Linked DNA regions of Mus musculus: region 2 is linked to region 1. The links are chromatin contacts, called in public promoter capture Hi-C maps. All regions are on one chromosome and are shown on one strand. Each heading gives the region's core, a stretch centred on a gene start, on an enhancer-like site or on the middle of the called end of the contact. The rest is flanking DNA. Distances are from core to core; before and after follow the strand shown. Region 1 holds the start of Ifrd2 (interferon-related developmental regulator 2). Region 2 holds the start of Hemk1 (HemK methyltransferase family member 1).

Region 1 (6,105 bases), core at 1,174-3,673:
CTGCTGGCTCTGTTCGTCCACCGCTTCGCCACCTGCAAAGCCAGCTGGTCATCACTGGATCCTGCCCCGTCCAGTGGAGCCCTCACTGAGCCCCTGTCAAATGTCAATTTGCTCTCACCCAGGCAGTCCTCTGTGGTGGCGCTGAGAAGGCTGGGACAGTCACTGGTGGTGCTCCGGGCCTCACTGGCCGCTTCATCCTCACTGGAGCCAGAGTCAGCCTGGGTACTGCTCCTGGCACCTGGGGACATAAAATCCCAATCTGACCAGCTTCTACCTGTGAAGGGTGACTCAGGGCACCTCAGTTAACTTCATCAATGCTATCCCATCTCAGAGATGAGCAAACCAAGGCCTGAAACCTGGGACTTGAATTAGGAAGCAGAAAAAAAGGGAAGAAAGCCTATCTGCTAGAGAACACAGGAGCTAGGCCTACTCAGGGACAACCTGGCAGACTCGGCGAGTGGGAACTCCAGGAAGGCATAGCCTTTGTTTTTCCTCTCCCAGATAGGGTTTCTTTGTGTAGCGTCGGCTGTCCTGGAACTAGCTCTGTGGACCAGGCTGGTTTTGAACTCACAGAGATCCACCTGCCTCTGCTTCTCCAGTGCTAGGATTAAAGTCGTGTGCTATCTCTGCTTGGTGGACACAGTCTGCTTTAAGGACAGCAGGAACCACAGAGTGGCAGAAGGGACTGGGATGAGTCCCAGGGAGGCCTTTGGCCCACTTTAGGTTATGGTCAAAAGTAGATAATGTAAAGGTTAGGGCTCAGGTTATAGAACTAGGCAGACTCAGGGGTTTAAACCGAGCCTAGGTCTTATGTTCTCCATTGGGCTATACCATTAGTGCCCCCTGCCCCTCATTAGGGCAGAGGTAAAATTTGACCAGTTGCCCAGCCTCTACGGTGTGGACAACAAAGTACGCCCCTCGGTCTAGCAGGTAAAGACATGTAACTGGCAATAGCTCTGCTCCAGGCCACGGCACTCACTAGGCTACCAACTCTGGGAGCAGCAGAGGCCCAGGTCCCTGTGGGTGTGCTGGGCACTCTGTGTTTCAAATATATTGTTTTCTGAGCTTCCTTTGGTCCACTCAGGGCCACCAACTTTAGGTATAGACACGATGGTGCCTCTGAGCCTTGGAAGACCAGAAGAAGCTCTTGACCGGGTGTCTGAAAAAGTAAACATAGGGACTCTCAAAGTGTCAGTAGGGCAGGAACAGAGAGACGGCCTGTGAGCTCTCTCCAGGGCTGAAGACTGGCCTTAAATAGGGCAGCTACTATGGTAGGCACCCTGGACAGGTTCTGACCCAGTAGGAGTCCTTACACCTTAGGGACCACTAACATTACTTGCTTGTAAAAAAACGTTCAGCCCACACGTTGATTTCTGTTCACCTCTTCTCTTACTATCCTACTTGTCAAAACTGCCCGGACGGTCTCATCTGCCGCACTGTATTGTGGTCCCTTTGGCTGCTGGGCCCTTGCGCCAGATTCTTTACCGTCTCAGAAGCTCCCCTCACAGGGCCTGCCATAATTCTAAGACCACTCTCGGTAAGTATATGCTTTCAGTACTAGTTCTTGTGGAACTGTCACCACCCTATTAAATGCCCCGAGACCCAAGCCACATTAAAGTGGCTGTCAGGTCAAAAATATGCTGGGCAGGCACTCTTTTTCAGCAGTTGTTTGTTTAATGCAACAGGTCATGCTTCTGGTTGAGTCTGATAAGAAGTCTCCAGGCTGCTTCGGTCTCTCTGGATGTCCTCCCGGTCTCTAGTCCAATTGACAGGGCCCCAATTCTCTACCTTTCCAATCACACTTCCCCGTTTTACAGAACAGACAAGGTCTCTCTGCTAATTTCCTTGTGCAGCCTACCAAATGCACTACTAGTATTTGGCAAAAGGGTTGGCTTCACGCTCTTTCTGGTGTGGTTTTCTACCCCAGTAGCGATGGGAAAACCTAGGTCCTTAATGCTGGTCAAGTCATCGTTGCGGCGCGGGATTTCGAAAAACAGCTGGCAATGTGCTCAAGTGAGGCGCACACGTGGCCAATGCCAGCTGGGGCACGTGCGAGCCTTAGCAGAGTTCTGGGAGGTCACGCTGGGCTGATCTGGGAAGATTCATCAACTCAGGTCCCTCAATGACATCGAAGGGGAATCACGGAACACCCCCGCTCACTACTGAACAAGTCTACTGGAGCCCCCGGACTCACCTCCTCCACGGCGCTGACCGCCCTTGCGGAGCGCATTGCCCTTCCGAGCACGAGGCATTCCTGGAACCGAGAATTGGGAACACGGGAATGGGGCGCGGGGTCAGGGACCCGGAGGGCGGGGACTCCAAACCAGCGAAACGCTGGCCCGTGTGCTGAGCTGAGACTGGCGAGGACGACAGGAGCCACACGCCGCGCGCGCCACCATCTTCGTGAGGCGCCCCGCCCTGTCAAATGGGTCGCTGGGAAGGTGAGTTCCCGGCCACCAAGTTCAGATCCACATACACGCGGCCGAAACTACTATCCCCAGGCATCAGCGTACACAGATTAGCACCGCCCAAGTTGTGCGCAGTGCACGACGGGAGTAGTAGTCCATTCCGGAGACACATAAGCCGACGCCGCTCTAGCTAAACTATGTACCCACAATGCCCTGCGTACCCACTTCGCCCCTCCTTCCCCTACCCCCGCCCGCGCGGTTCATAGTTAACTCAGTAGTTTCCTTTCTCACTAGAAGCGTCTGCAGGGCCTGATAACGAAGCACCTGCTTGGAGGCGCCAGGTTTGGCCCTAGATAGAATGGTGAGGACAAACTTCAAGTAATGAAAGAGTGACTTTATGGATAAAAATACAGATAATAGCTTAGCGTTTAACAGACCTTAGCTTAATTTTTTTTGGGGGGGATGTGTGTTGGGAGGCATGTAGGGGTTGTCTGAACCTAGATTTTACTTCTCTATAGATACGCTGGGGTATAGGAACAAAGTCCTAGGCTAGTCACCTTAAATGCCTGGAACTGACCCGGAAGCTTCTTTTTTTTTTTTTTTTTTTTTTCTGAGACAGGGTTTCTCTGTATAGCCCTGGCTGTCCTGGAACTCACTTTGTAGATCAGGCTGGCCTCGAACTCAGAAATCGGCCTGCCTCTGCCTCCCGAGTGCTGGGATTAAAGGCGTGCGCCACCATGCCCGGCTCCTCAGGAATTTCTATGGAAGTTGTATTGGTGGAAGTGGGATATGTACTTGGGAAAGTCCCATAAGCTAAACAAAGCATAAAGGGGAATTCCTCTAGGACTGGGAAAATGACAGCAGGGTCAAGTAGCAAAGGCAGGGACTCCTGACTCTATGTTGGGCTCAGGGTTTAGGCTCCAGGCAGGTAGGGCCAGCCCAACCCGAATAACAATGGCATCTGAAGGAATTCCAAGCTCCAAGACTGTCATCTGGCTGCAGATGTAGAAAGGCTTCCATTTGTCCTGGGTCTTTCCGGGCACATCGACCATGGCCATGACATCGCTGGTGACTGCAAGCCATGGCAGCCTTGGTCACATTGATCACATAGGGGCCTAAAGTGCCCACTAAGTAGTCATGGAGACGCCAGCACTTTTCCTACACAGAGAAAAGATAGGTCAAAGCTCCTTTTCTATGACTTGGCATGGCTTCTCCCCTATCTTGGGGCTCCAGCATGTGCACGATGAGGGGCAACGCTCACCTCAGAGCTAGAGAAGCTCAGGTCCCCCCAGAGTACCACTCCAGCTGTTCCCAGTGCGGCACTCACTCCAATAGTCTGCATCAGGTCGTCCTGCAGGCAGAGAACTGTTAAGCCCAAGCTTGACTGGCCAGATCCATCAGGGCCCAACTTTACCACGACACCATTTGGTTTACTGCTATGATTCTGCCTCTAGAGTAGAGCGCTTTTAACAGAGCCTCTAAGTAATTTCTTAGAACTTCCATTCAGAGAATAACAGTCCTTAGACCAGGGACCACTGATATCTCCCAGTACATCACCATACCTCCCTAGTCCAGGACAGGGTCTTTTTGTTGTTTTGACTTTCAAGACAGGGTTTCTCTGAGTAGCCCTGGCTGTCCTGGAACTTGCTCTGTAGACCAGAATGGCCTCAAACTCACAGAGATCCACCTGCTTCTGCCTCCCCAGTACTGGGATTAAAGGTGTGCATTACCACTGCCTGGACTAGGATAGGGTCTTTTTTTTTTTTAATTAATTAATTAATTTATTTATTTATTTTTGGTTTTTCCGAGACAGGGTTTCTCTGTATCCCTAGCTGTCCTGGAACTCACTTTGTAGACCAGGCTGGTCTTGAACTCAGAAATCAGCCTGCCTCTGCCTCCCAGGTGCTGGGATTAAAGCTGTGTGCCACCACGCCCAGCTAGGGTCTTTTAAAAAACCCCCAGATCATGACTACCTCCAAGTCCTTTTGGGAAAGTTTTCTCTTCAGACCTTTCTAGGACATGGCTGTTTCTCTAGACTCTGATCCTTAGACCTGAGCTTCTCCTTACCAGAGACAGGAATCTCCCAGAGCTCCGGTGTGTGAGGCGAGAATAAGCCAGAACAGGTAGAGGGTGTGAATGCTCCAAAAGGGCTACACGGAAGGCTTCCTCCAGGCGGTGTCGGACAAAGGCCTGACGGTAGGCAAGTGGCAGTCTGGGTGGGAGGTAGATGCTAGGGAAGAGAGCACTGGAGGCAGCCCAGAGCCAACGCAGTTGGGTGTTTCGGGTGGTGATGGCTGCATGGCAGTGGCCTGTGTAGTTGGAAGCCATCTTATGCCAGCCATTGCCACAGGCTGGATATCTGTAAAAGCCCCAGAGGCCACTCGGGCGAAGTGTCCGGCCCAGCTGCAGAGTGTATTCCATGAGTGCACGGGCAGCCTGCTCAAAGCTAGTATGGGCTTTGTGGAGCTGTTCCTGAGGATCCAAGCCAGGGAACATCTGCTGTGTCCAAACCCAGGAGGCTGCCAGGTAGACTTGTCGATGGGGGCCCCAGTTCCCAGCCCAGAGTGGGTACCATTCTTCCCAGTCCAGCACTGCCAAGCCAGCAAAGCTAGATCCTAGGCTGTGTAGGATCTGGTGGGCAGCTCGTGCCAAGTGGTGGTCTAAGGACACAGCCTGAGGGATTCCCCCATTGTGGGCTGTACCTCTAGGTCCAAAGTAAGGATAAAGACCAAACTGGTTCTTGTAGAAGATGGAGATGTTTTGGCCGTGAAAATGTTGGCCGTGGTTGGCTACAATGCCGAGGGCATCGAGAGGCAGATGCACACCAAAATGGGCCTTACATCTTGCTGAGGGTACATTCCATACCACAGAAAAAGGATGTTCAGGAACCTGCAGCAAAGCTTGGCCATGCATCAGGCACAGGGTTAACCCCACCACCATCATTAGGCCTAGGTGCATGATCATGCCACAGAGATGGAGACCTGCAGGAAAGGGGGTATGGGCTTAGAGTCCATGGCCAAAGAGACAAACTGCCTTTTGCACAGCAAGCAAAGCTTCCCCTCGTTGCTCTCCTCAGGGAATGGGACCAAGCTGGGGGGTGGGGGCAGGGATGGGGTAAATATGGCCTCCAAGTATTCCACGGGTCTCCCAAAGAACCCATACCCTTAGCATCCTGGGCTGCTCCCCTCCAGGGTCCTCCATCTCTGTCAGGGTACAGAGAGTACAGGGTACTCTGAGGCCTCACAGACTCATGGACATCATAAATCCTTTTCCTTCCCCTGCCCACATTGCCTCTGTTTCAGTAACACTCCGTTCTTGCCTCCTTGCTTCATCCATAGTCAGCACTCAGGTCTCTCACATCACCTCTCAGATCAGGGAACTTCCCAGATCCCTTAGGGAAGTGAGGGTGCCTGGGCTCCTAGCATGAGCCCTGCTGCTCTCTTCACCTTGGCCTGTCTACAGATTCCTCATTGCCTGTGTCCAGTGCAGGACCTCCGATGGGTCACATCGGAAGTGCTCTGTGAGTGATAATGAGTGGAAGGGGAAAGGAACAGTTACCCTGGGTGTGGGAGAGGAGGCACAAAAGACAGATATTACCTCATCAATAGCCAACTTGGGTAGTAAGGGTTCTGTCAGTCATAGGGGATCTGGGAATGGGAGTCAACCAATAAACTGTCACAGCCATACCTAATGGAAG
Region 2 (6,105 bases), core at 1,414-3,913, 250 kb after region 1:
ATTACTGGCAAAAAAAGGAGAGAAGCCACCCTGCCGAGTATTTTATTGGCTTGTCTCGGGGGTCCAAAGGGGAAGGGAAGAACACCGGGGTAAAAGTGGTGTGCACCGCGACCTCCAAGAAGCTATCGAGTCTCTTAGTCCTCCCTATCTCAATCCCCACGCCCGCCTCCACGACCCTGTGGTTTCTCCATTCTTGCTCAGAAGCAGCCGATCTCAGCACTTACTTAATCCTCTCCGGTGCGCCGAGCTCAGTCTGAGAAGCTAAGGTTGGTAGTGACCCGCAGGAGGCGTGGGCGGGGGAACACCCAGGCCCGGGCGTTGGGGGCGACAGGTCCCGACTCAAGGTCCGCCTTGCGTGCGCGCAGGATCAGCTAGTATTAGCCTGCGCTGGCTGACAACCTGAGCTGGGGTGGGCTGGGTCCGGACCACGGAGGGGGTGGGGCTGGGATGAGCAGCCTCGGGGGATCCCCAGGAGCCGGAGTGCCTTGCCTCCTGCCCCCCCCAGCGCCTCCGGACCCTGATTGGCTGCTTCGCCTAAAGCTCGATCAGCATTGGCTCACTCGCCTGTCGCTCAGATATAGCTCTGCTCCCAGCGGGAGCTTGGACCTGAAACCGGACAGCTAAAAGAGATTCTCTCTGAGAATACCTCTGACCCTGATGGCCTGCCGGAAGTTAGGCAGAGGACCGTAGGTAGCCAGGTCCTTTCTGGGTCAGAATTCTGACTCCTGGACACCTCCACCCGCACTGGGGCAGACTTGTAAGCCGCAAAAATCATAGGTACAGAGATTTGGTGAGAGCACCACCAGACCTGGAATATTTGAAACCTAAAATGAATTCAGTTTGATCTTCTATTGAATTTATGACCTTGAACAGCAAACTGCTTCTCTTCTTTTGTCTCAGTTTCCTGCCTATATAGGAACTCTGGTGTTTTGGAACAAGGGCGGTTTTTGGTAAGTGACTCCTGGAGACTTCAGTCCAGAGATGTTGAGATGGAATTATCTGTGTGATAGCCCACCTATTCCTCTCATAATAGTTTTCATCCACAGCAAAATTCATCTCAGGACAGAAGTACCGATTTCCTATACCCAAGAGCTGTATCCCCAACCATTTAAAACTACCCTCACCCCATCCCCTAAACAGACTGTGTGTAACCCAGGATGGCCCGATACTTATTATGTTGCCCAGGTTAGTCTTGAACCAAGGCAATCCTCCACCTCCTGGGTGCTTGGGTTTTAATTTTTAATTAATTAGTTTCATGTGTGAGGATGTTTTGTCTGCACACGTATCTGTACACTACATATGTGTCTGGTGTTCAAGGAAGCCAGAAGAGGGCATTGGATCCTCTGGTACTGGAGTTACAGACTGCTGTTAGCCTCCTTGTAGGTGCTCAAAATTGAACCTGGGTCCTTTGGAAAAGCAGCCAGTGCTCTTAACCACTGAGGCATTTCTCCAGACCCCCTTGTACTGGGACTTATAGGTGTGCACCAGTACACCCAACTCCCAGCCCCTCTCCCTTTTTACTCAAGTATTTTATTTTTTACTTTTTTGAAGCAGGATTTCATGTAGCCCAGTCTGGCCTTAAAAGATGAGTTTCTGGTTTCCCTGCCTCCACCTGCTGAAAACTAGGATTTATAAGTATTACCAAACCCCATTTGTGGGCATCAAACCCAGAGTTGTGTGACTGTTAGGTGAGCACATCAATTGAGCTACCCCGTGAACTATTTATTTTTGAATATTTTATGTTATTTCTTAAAATTATAAGTATGTATGTTTGGATGGGTATGTGTACATGGGTGCTTGGAATTGAAACCCAGTTCTCTGCAAGAGCAGTATGTGTTCCTAACCGCTGAGCCATCTCTTCAAGGTCCCGTCCCACCTTTTAAATTTTGAGACAGATTTTTACTAAATTACTCAGGATGGCTTTGAATGTATGGTCCTCCTGCGTCAGCTTCTCCAGAAGCTGTGATTACGTGCCTGCACAACCAGGTCTTGCTATGAATATTACAAAAGATACAACTAAAGCCTAGAAGGTCTGGGCATTTAAACAAAGTTAAACAACGAGCTGCCAACAGAATCAGGATGTAAATCCAGTTTTCCAGTATTCGCTGTTTTGCTATCTGCTCCAAATTCTATGTGCGTGTGAGGTCAGGAGGGTCCTTAGAAACTGGGTCCCTTTCCGAAAACAGAGACTGCCCCCAAACACTGAAACCCAGTCACACGCTGCTAGACCTATCTTACAAGCAGTTAGAACAACGCACCCACCTCCCGCCCCCCAAAATCTGGCTCTCAAGCCCAGCACACGTGGGTGACACCCTCGCGGTTTGTTTTTTGCCCACACTCCGCCCCAGCTGGATATGTAAACGTTTGCTTCAAGCAATCACCGCAGGCTGGAGCCATATCTCTGTTGAGACCTTAAGGAAGACTAGTGGGTCTGGGACCCAGCAGAGCATCTCTCACATTCCTGTACTTCCCCTTAGGGGGGCTGCAGATGCTGGCCAGTTGAGCCTCCTCAGCATCCCACAGTCTTCAAAGGAAAATCCGGCCACTTTAGGAACCCTAGACCAAGGAGACGCGGTTCACCGGAGCCCTTTCTCAACAGCACCGAGGCGGAAGCAAGGCGCCGAGGGAGTGCACTACAGGTTACGCACATCCGGGGTGGGGTGGGGGGGCGCTAACCCTGGGTCAATTTTCTGGTACTTGTGTGTGGGCCGGGCGAGCGTGCATGCCCTCTGGTAGGTATGCACCAGAGCAGGAGATCCGGATGGGAAATGCATGGCCGCAACGTTGATTTTGAGACAGGGATGGCCCTCTCCCTCGCTTTCAGGGGTGGAGAGAGGGCGCGCTTATATCGTTGATAATGTGTTTGCGGATCTGGGATGGACGCTGTGTCGAGGCTTGGAGATTTGGTTCCTTCCGTAGCTGGGTACTGGTGGACCCAGTTGCGTCAGGAATCTAGCAGAACCGGATTTGTGTTCTGCCCGGGGTATTTTATACCTGAGTTACCGTGGGCAAGTTGCTTTCCTCTTCTGGAGCCCTGTCTGAGAGGATGTGGCAGTTAGCAGGTTCTCGCAAATCTTAGTTTGGACCTTACTTAGTTTGGAAGTAGAGGGGACCACAGATTTTATGTTTTCAGATAACTTGTTTATGCTAACTTAAGCGTAACATTGTTCATTATGGGTTAAAATAGAGGCAACGTTTCAGCTTCTAAACAATAAGGAATGTCACAAGCCAAGCTCCCAAGCACGGCAGTCTCCTGCCATCTGTTAGTGAGTCCCAAGGGTCTTCCAGGCCCCTGATAGTCGTTGGTCAAGGCACCACTCTCCAGAAAGCTAGTGTTATTTATTTCTCCCACATTAGGAGCAAACTGGAAGTCAGAAACAACGGCTCAACTGCACTCACTCACACTGGGGTCTGACATAGGTCTAACCTACTCCCAAACCTACACCTTGACTCTTAACAGGACAGAGCCCTGCCAGTTCAACCTACCTATGCTAAAAATAACAAAACGTTACTGGCCAAGACAAGAAGGAGTCAGATAGCTGGCTGGGGATATGAATATAGTCCAGGAGGCGACAGACTAAAAAGCACACCCTTTCCTGGCACATTTTGAGTCTTTTTCCACATCCTTCTTTAGGGTAGCAGAAACATCTGAGAAACAAAACAGAGAACTGGAACCCATGACTGATTCTTCACCCAGCCCAGCCCAGGGATCACCCTGAGCCCCTACCTCAGTGCAGATAGCACAAGAGAGACTCAGGCACTTGGAAGCCTTTCTCCAAGAATGAAGCTCTGGGGACAAATACTTTGGACCCTTCTATCTGTTCCCCGAGGAAGGAGGGGAGTCCTCCAGGGCTGGGCCTTCAACTCATGGAAGACTTATTCATCCCTGACTGGGCCGTTGAGTGCCACAGGGATGGTTAATCACTGGACACGGGTCTTTGAGGAAAGAGGTATCCCAGAGGCCCGGGAATCCAGTGAGTACATCGTGGCTCATGTCCTCGGAGCCAAAACAGTTAAGTGTAATGTTAGGGAGGACAGGGAGAGGGAGGAGGGAACTCTCTGGGGAATAGATAGTGAAAGGGGGGTTGTTTTATTTGTTTTTATTTTGTTTGGTTTTAATTTTTGCCTCAATCGGGCTGCTTAATTGAGTCGGGTGGGATTTTGCTGAACAAATGTTTCAGGCAGACATGTATTCATTCATCCAACAAACTACTGCAGTGTGTTCCAGGTACTGTGTGTTCCGGGATGATTAAGTGGCTAGTGTTGAGTTGACAGACATTGTCCACACAAACCTGGGTGTGTGTCCCTAGACCAAGGGAGCCAGCCACTCACATTCTCCATGGGAACAGTTTCAGAGCCTGAAACCAGCACTTTGGACCAAGCCACTGACCCCTCAACAATTGGAATGCATCCAGGAGCTATGTGGCCGTAGATTACAGAGGTAAGCACCCATGGACCGATCCGAGGACTCTACAGAGATCCATCTTTCACCGGTTCCACCAAATTATGGCCAGGGAGGAGTAAAGTGTCTGAGGTCGAGAGGGATCTGTTGGGGTAAGGAGGTAGGAGGAGAGGGACTGGTGTTGTAAATTGAAAGAAGGGAAAGGCTAGTCTGTTTGTCCTAGGGTACTGCAGTCAGGACCCTGCTGAATAGCCTTAGCTACATTAGTCCTCAGTTGAGCTCTGGCCTTATTCATCCTGGTCCTGGTCCTGATGACTCCCTGGATACTCCTCCTGCAGGATGCCGGTGCAGTATATCCTTGGGGAGTGGGACTTTCAGGGGCTCAGTCTGAAGATGGTACCCCCAGTGTTCATCCCTCGGCCAGAGACAGAAGTGAGTATCTCACTAAGACAGGATGAAGATGAGAAAAAGGTTCAAGGCACCCGTCTTGCTCCAGACTTCCTCCAGGGGGCGCTCGGGCCCCATGGCTGCCATTCACAGCACCTTTCACACATAAGTCTTGCTGGCTAGGTTGACTGAGCCATGATTGAGGATCCTTCTTGCCCCCTCCCTTTGACTCTCTTTAAATTCCAAACCTCTGCCCCAGCCTCAGTGACCAGAAGTGACAGAGAATGGTTCAAGTAGTGCTCAACTTACTGTGTTCATTAGAAGCTATCCTATGGGCCCATGGCAGACTCAACCCATGGGAAATAAGTGGCCTTCAGCAACTTAGAGGGCATGGAGGAAATAGGAGGGGCTCTGCTGGAGGCCTGGCATGAGCAGTGTGGACTTACAGGTGATTGCTGTCTACTCTGGACTCAGATGATGGACTGTCAGGCCTTGCTGTCTGTGACTTGGTGGTCTGGTCAGGTGATTGCTTGTGTCAGTCCCTCAGATGACTAGAACTGGTGGTTGTGTGGCCCATGCGTGCTGCCCCTTGGGGACACACCCTGATCTTTGAGAGATGTTTTTCTGTTTTTCTTGGATTTCCCCTGACTTTGTTGATGGCAGAGCTGAAAGCTGGAAAGTAGACTCTGGGGTAAAGTGGGGTTGCATGAGGGGATGCTGAGAAAAATCAGAGGGCACTAGACTCTGAAAAAGATTGATTTCTGGAAAGATATCCTGGCTCATAAACATTCGTGGGAAAAGTCTGTCCCCTTCCACCTTTACTGGGTGTGGCCTTTGAGCTGCCTGCGTTTCATCCTTTTAATCTCCATCCCTTGATCGTGAACCCTCTGATCTGTCTGAAGAGATGGCTTAGTGCTTAAGAGCACTGACTTCTCTACCAAAGGACCCAGGTTCAATTCTCAGAACCCACACAGTGGTTTACGACCATTTCTAACTACAGTCCCATAGGATCCAATGCCCTCTTTGGCCTTTCTAGGTACTGCATGCACATACATACAGGAAAGATACTATATACACATTAAAAAAACAAAACCAAAAAGCCAAATCTGTTGATCCCCTGGTTTACCCCCTTACCGTGTGGCAGGACTGGGAGAAGTCACAGGGTTGTCAAGGAAGGGGACCCACAGGCAGCTCCTGAACTTTCTGACTCTATCCTATTTAGAACTGGCATGACCTAGGCCAGGGACAGATACTCTAAGCATGATGTGGCCTGTCATCTTCAGGCTTTTAGGAGATTGCCCGGTAGCTTCTTCCAA

What was found. Capture Hi-C pulls out chosen DNA fragments and counts their contacts.
Region 2: a contact with region 1 is called in a promoter capture Hi-C map of pancreatic islet. The contact joins the promoter of Hemk1 here to the promoter of Ifrd2 in region 1. A contact is called at or near these places in 1 of 484 Hi-C or Micro-C datasets (embryonic stem cells), 4 of 115 datasets of contacts at active chromatin or transcription factors (embryonic stem cells, forebrain and large pre-B cells) and 1 of 9 other capture datasets (pancreatic islet).

What each region holds. Positions count from the first base shown.
Region 1 is chr9:107,584,036-107,590,140 of GRCm38.p6, reverse strand. It overlaps Ifrd2 (interferon-related developmental regulator 2), which reads right to left and starts at 2,423. Exons shown (of 12, transcript NM_025903.2): 1 at 2,195-2,423; 2 at 119-238; 3 at 1-32. The coding sequence starts at 2,252. Hyal3 (hyaluronoglucosaminidase 3) reads right to left here. Exons shown (of 4, transcript NM_178020.3): 2 at 4,476-5,389; 3 at 3,670-3,759; 4 at 2,782-3,566. The coding sequence starts at 5,372. The coding sequence ends at 3,315. It overlaps Naa80 (N(alpha)-acetyltransferase 80, NatH catalytic subunit), which reads right to left. Exons shown (of 2, transcript NM_019750.4): 2 at 6,093-6,105.
Region 2 is chr9:107,334,908-107,341,012 of GRCm38.p6, reverse strand. Hemk1 (HemK methyltransferase family member 1) reads left to right here and starts at 2,663. Exons shown (of 11, transcript NM_133984.2): 1 at 2,663-2,732; 2 at 3,635-4,012; 3 at 4,350-4,441; 4 at 4,741-4,834. The coding sequence starts at 3,782. It overlaps 6430571L13Rik (RIKEN cDNA 6430571L13 gene), which reads right to left and starts at 373. Exons shown (of 6, transcript NM_175486.3): 1 at 225-373.